Linked DNA regions of Mus musculus: region 2 is linked to region 1. The links are chromatin contacts, called in public Micro-C maps. All regions are on one chromosome and are shown on one strand. Each heading gives the region's core, a stretch centred on a gene start, on an enhancer-like site or on the middle of the called end of the contact. The rest is flanking DNA. Distances are from core to core; before and after follow the strand shown.

Region 1 (2,780 bases), core at 120-2,619:
CCTCTGCCCTCTCTACTGCCACTAAAACGTGCCCAGAAGAGACTGAAAACATCTGGAATAAAGCAATGGTTATTAAGCCATAACTCAGGGTCATGGGAAAGAAAAAGAAATACCTTCCAAATCTTAGTTTCTTAATTAGTAAGTACAACTAACTAGGAACATTTTTAACATTTACGCACATATTAATGATTGAATTCTGGTAAGAACCACATGAATTAAGTACAATTACTATACTGATTTTATAGACGGGGAACCTGAGACACAGAGGTAGGGCATGATTCAAACCTAGGCAGTCCAGCTGGAGACCTTTACGGTTACGATAGGCAATCAAGGTGGGTCCCCACAGTCAAGGTGGGTCCCCACAAAACCATTCAGAGTTGTTACCCCGTCAACTATCAAATCTGCATGACCACAAATAATCTATGTAACTGGTTGAGGTTTGTTTGTTTGTTTTTATTTCAGATATTCAACCCGAGAACACTTTATGGACTTGGGGGGCTAAGGAACACGATTCTGTTAATAAAATGGATTAAATATAGTCCCCTTCTCTCAGGCAAGCAGACTTTTGAGCTCGCCATTTTTACTTTTCTTTGAGGCTGACCATGCCTTGGGCAGTAAGAAAGCCCTGGAGATAGTCCAAGACAGTGTGAGACACATGTGCTTCCTGGCTAATCAAGAGGCGAGAGTTTCTGTATAGTCCAAGGAAGAATCACTCTAGCGCTGTCATATGGCCCTGTCTGTCATCGCAACACAACAGATTTTTTTTCTTGAGTTTCTTCCTGTGGTTAGCAAAATATAAAACTGAAAGTTCTGACACACAGGGTATATGGTAATGTTCTCTCTCTCTCTCTCCCTCTCTCTCTCTCTCTCTCTCCCTCTTCCCCTTCTTCTTTCTTCCTTTCCTTTCCTTTCCTTTCCTTTTCTTGCTTGCTTTCTCCCTGTCTTCCTTCCTTTCTTCCTTCCTTCCTTCCTTCCTTCCTTTCTCTCTCTCTCTCTCTCTCCCTCTCTCTTCCTTCCTTCCTTCCTTCCTTTCTTTCTTTCTTTCTTTCTTTCTTTCTTTCTTCCTTTCTTTCTGTGTTTTCAAGGCTGGCCTCGAACTCAGATATCCACCTGCCTCGGCCTCCCCCAGTGCTAGGATTAAAGGTCCCAGACTACAACTGGTCACCATAATTTCTTAATACCCAAAGTTCCGCAAAACCTCCTGAGGTCTCCCCTCTCTGAGAACCCAGCCCTGGCCAAGCTCCCCACCTCCCCCCAACCCCCTCCCCCACAATCAGACACAGCCTGGTTCGGTTCTAACGTGGGTTCTTACCTTCAGAATAGGTGTGTGGCTCCTTCAAGGATTTCCAGCTAAACAATGCCAGTGTCGATATGGTGGTAGTGGGGGTTCCTTCATATAAAGTCAATTTCCAAAAGGTTTTTTTTTTTTTAAGTCAAACCAAAAATTCCCTTTGTGGTTTAAAATCAAATAAGCTGAAACACCATAGTAGGGCTGACTATTAAAAGAAAAGAAATGTATAAATAGAAAAACAGCAGCCAACTTTAGGGTAAAGAAGACAATTAAGGACTCCACACGGTTTCCCTTCTGGTGTTTTTCAGAGTTCTGGGTTAGTTTATGGTACCATGAAAAGGGGTGGTCTGAGATCTAGTGGAGTAGCTTGGAGTCATGGGTAGCTACCGTGTCCTTCATTCTTACAGGTGGGTAGCCACCGTGCCTTTTATTCTTACAGATGACTCTGATCACTTTTTTACAGATGAACTCAGTGGTTGCCTGCCTGACCTCAGGTGTTGAGCAATTGATGTGACTAATATTGCCAGTATTAACCCATGGTGAGCAGGCACGCGTGGTTAGACAGGCAAGGTATGCCCTGTTGATAACTTTATATGGGAACTCCAGGAGCAACAAAGGAAGTGACTCAGCGTTGTTACATTTCTCTCTGAGGAGAAAGTCTCTTAGCTTTCCTTGAAGGGTTTCTGAGATAGTTCAGTGTATGTAAAACCTTAACATGACTTAAGAAGTGAAGAACGAAGGCCAGACCACCCACCAGCTGATTAAAGGTCATGCTTATATTTTGGGTCTCCAAATCTGGCATAATAAGATAACTAAGTGTGCTATTCAAGAGAAGAAACCGTTCACAGAAGGCAAACCTTAGACTGGAAACGAAGAGATGTATTAGGTTAAACTTAACCTCAGAGTCAATGCCAAACCCTTGGCCAACCACAAACATTCTTAGTTTGTCTGGGGCACAGCAGGGAAGAGACAGTGGTGCTTTATATTGAGTTGAAGGTCTTTCCATAAAGATGTGTATCGCTCTCAGCACACACTTATGTGAAGAAGGCTTTTCTGGGGACCACTGCCTAAGACCTAGGACGTGGCTAGCACCTTTCCAAGCCTAGGGATGGACATGTGAAAGTTGGCATCTGAAAGAAGGTGCCCTATCATACTATTTAATGTACTAAAAGGTACGTGGTTATTGAAATAAGCCCTCCATAATCATATGACTAAAAAGTAGTTATTGTTTCCACTTTATGGACTGAAAAAAAAAAGCGAGGCTAAGTAAAAGCTTGTGCCTCTGTAGGGCTTTTCACCATTTTTCCCAATAATCAAATGCTGCAGCCCTGGTTAAAATTGGGTGTGAGGTGGACCCAACCAACCTTAAGTAGTTAATTGAGTACAAGTCTATGAGGTGTATGGGGGGGGGGGGTGTCACAGGACCATACCCATCGCAGGCTAATTAAGCTGTCTCATAGCCTTTAGCCAACTGCCCGCCTCCGGGACC
Region 2 (2,964 bases), core at 187-2,686, 42 kb before region 1:
ACCTGTCAGCTGAAGTCGTCCCTTGGCTGGGCATTCTTATGCTCTATAAATGTCAGCTATTTGAGGAATGAAGGGGTGAGCCCTCACCCTGCCACTGGTGCCCAGCCAGCACGTCCTTGGGTCTCACAGTGGCATGAGGACTTTTTTTTTTTTTTAAACACCGGGGATTTGGTTGCATTCCCGATTTGATCTGGGAAACAGACATTATGGTGAATGAAAAGCCTTCTCTTCTGTGTTGCAGCAAAATGATCCGTCGAGTTCTCAAGGAGATGGCTGTTCACAATTATGACCGTTTCTCCAAGAGTGGATCCTCTTCTGCCTATACTGGCTACGTAGAACGTAGGTGACCCCTGAGGAGCTCCCCCCTGCACCCCCTTTCATCGACATTGCTGGAGCTGTGACTGAGTTCCACCCCCGAGGACCCCTGCTTTCCCGCCCCCGTGTCCTTTCGTCGCTGGGACTGTGACTGAGTTCGTGGTTCTTTTGTCATTAGGTAGCCCCCGTGCAGCGTCCACATACAGCCTTGACATCCTTTACTCTGGCTCTGGCATTCTGAGGAGAAGTAACCTGAACATCTTCCAGTACATCGGGAAGGCAGAGCTTCATGGTAGTCAGGTACCGCACGCCCAAGAGTTACTAATGAAAGAAACCTGTCTGAGTGCAGCATTATAGCATATATTTTATAGCGTACAAATTAGTTTGTAAGTTAATGGTGGTATATATATATATATACATATATATATGTAGATGTAGATAGATAGATAGATAGATAGATAGATAGATACAGCTACAGATACAGGTACAGATATATATTCTGTAGTACACACACACACACACACACACACACACACACACACACACACACACACACACAATTGAAGCTGTACCAGAATCTGCTAGTTAGACTTTCATTCAGGGCTACATCACTTCGATATCCCCAAGTATTTACATTTATGCTGTGTTTGCCCTTTTTTGCTTATCTCTACAGAGACTGATTGCACCGACAAGAAATTTCAATGTACAAAAAAGACAAAAGAATTAGCGTATATTTCTCCAATACCACTAGGAAAGAAAAGAATCAAGTATTATTAGCAGTTGAGAACTGGTTGAATTTTAGTCCTAAACGAAATGACGGTTTATCTTTACTGTCAACCATACCATCACTTTGGTGTTATGAATATCAGATTATAACATTCTAATTGAAGTTATTCAAGCCTCAACATGATCCATTGTTATGGAAACTTGGGTGCTCATCAATATGAACTCATCTTCCCATTCGATAGCACCACGGTCAGAATCCCATACCTGCCATGCCAAGGCATTTCCACCTGCTGTCTCATGTGCCCTCAGAAATGCCAAGCACACAGTGGTTAGAGCCTGGCTATGCAGGATGGAAAATAAGCAAAATTCCTTATGGGCTAGTCATCTGGGCATGAACTTCCTCATAGTGTGGCATCATTTTTGTGGTGAGGGATGAAAGTTTGACATGGAGAGGCGTGAATGTGCTCTCTGAGCACAGCTGACTGGGTGGAGTGCCCATGCCTCTCCATCTCCTGTCAGATGCTCGTGAAGATGGCAGGCCCATTGCTTGAGACAGCGTGGGGAAAGTAACTGAGCACCACCGGTGATGCCCTCCAAGAGAGGCCTGCGGTCTTTGTAGTCGCATAGCAAGGACTCAAAGCCCCACTTCTGCCACATACTAGCTAAGTGAATATTCACCTGTCCTCGCTTCTGTCTACTAAATGAATAAAATCTTCCACACATTCAAGGGTAATTGCGAAGAGTACATGGAGAAAATTCATCTCCATTATGTTAGACATAGAGGTTTAGTTTTCATTCTTGCCTAGTTGCAGAAGTTACTTGAGGTTTTGGTCCTGAAAAAGGTTTATCTGTAGCTCAGAGACCTCTCCATCACCCACGGAGCAGGGGATCTGTGACCATCAACCGTGTGTCCTTTTCTCCCCTAGGTGGTGATTGAAGCCCAAGGGCTGGAAGGCTTAATTGCAGCCACTCCTGATGAAGGAGAGGAGAACCTTGACTCTTATGCTGGCATGTCAGCCATCCTGTTTGATGTTCAGCTTAGGCCTGTCACATTTTTTAATGGATACAGTGATTTGATGTCCAAAATGCTGTCGGCATCCGGCGACCCTGTCAGCGTGGTGAAAGGGCTTATTCTGTTAATAGACCATTCTCAGGTAATTCTCTACCTTTCTCAGCCTGCAAATACTTACTGAGTTCCAGCACACACATTTTGTGTGTGTGTGTGTTTGTGTGCTCACTCGCATGTGTACATGTTGGAGCACAGTAAGCAGCCCTTGCACTGTTATGTTAGAACATGTAGAAGCCAGTGGTCAACCTTGGAAGTCTTCCACAATTGCTTTCCAGCTTATTTTTCGAGACAGTCTCTCAGTGACTCTAGAGCATGCTCAGTTAAGCTATGATGGCTGGACAGCAAGTCCCAGGAATTCTCCCGTCTCTGCCTCCCAGCACTGGGACCACAGCTGTGCACTCGGGTGCCTTGGTTTTATGTGAGTGATGGGGACTGGAATCAGGCCTCCTGCTTGTACAGCAGACGTTTTACCCAGCTTGTAAATTGTAAGCATGTCTAGAAAATACAAGTTAAAGCTTTGCGGCTCCTCGAGCTCATTCCCTACGCCTTTGGTCCTCTTGCTATTGCTGCCCTCTCCCCTTTGCTATAGGTAAGCACCATTTGCCTTCTCTGTTATTAGCTGCTTAGTAAAGAACGCCTGCAATGCAACAGAGCCGAGCTCGTATTACCTGCAAACACAGTTTTCCTGCACTGGGGAGACCGAGGTGTCTTGTCTTTTTTTACCCGGAATGCAGGACATGAGCTACCTGGCATCATTTGTGATGACAATGATTATGAAAACCAGTGTGGCGCATCATGTTGACGATGTCAAACAAGTGAGGGCCTGAATACCCGGTTGACACCAGTCTTTGTGT

Evidence for each region. Hi-C and Micro-C count contacts between places; a contact is called where the count stands out from the background.
Region 2: a Micro-C map of muscle stem cells shows a contact between it and region 1, with 6 times the contacts expected there. The contact joins the enhancer-like site here to the promoter of 1110002E22Rik in region 1. A contact is called at or near these places in 1 of 39 promoter capture datasets (the HPC-7 cell line), 1 of 15 datasets of contacts at CTCF or cohesin (the NIH/3T3 cell line), 8 of 484 Hi-C or Micro-C datasets (the HL-1 cell line, cardiomyocytes, embryonic stem cells and 3 more), 4 of 115 datasets of contacts at active chromatin or transcription factors (embryonic stem cells, heart atrium, neural progenitor cells and 1 more) and 3 of 9 other capture datasets (adipose tissue, liver and pancreatic islet).

What each region holds. Positions count from the first base shown.
Region 1 is chr3:138,060,831-138,063,610 of GRCm38.p6, reverse strand. It overlaps 1110002E22Rik (RIKEN cDNA 1110002E22 gene), which reads right to left and starts at 1,369. Exons shown (of 3, transcript NM_001370862.1): 1 at 1,313-1,369. All of the region lies in intron 1 of Gm5105 (predicted gene 5105), which reads left to right.
Region 2 is chr3:138,102,318-138,105,281 of GRCm38.p6, reverse strand. It overlaps Mttp (microsomal triglyceride transfer protein), which reads left to right. Exons shown (of 18, transcript NM_008642.3): 13 at 242-339; 14 at 494-615; 15 at 1,968-2,195. Among named protein-coding and RNA genes, the nearest start is that of Gm52617, 17 kb to the right of the region's middle. Within about 2 kb of position 1,436, at least 16 of the 459 cell types and tissues checked have an H3K27ac peak or open chromatin away from gene starts, as enhancers often do. A contact at or near this core is called in the HL-1 cell line, muscle stem cells and pancreatic cancer cells, where this site is marked.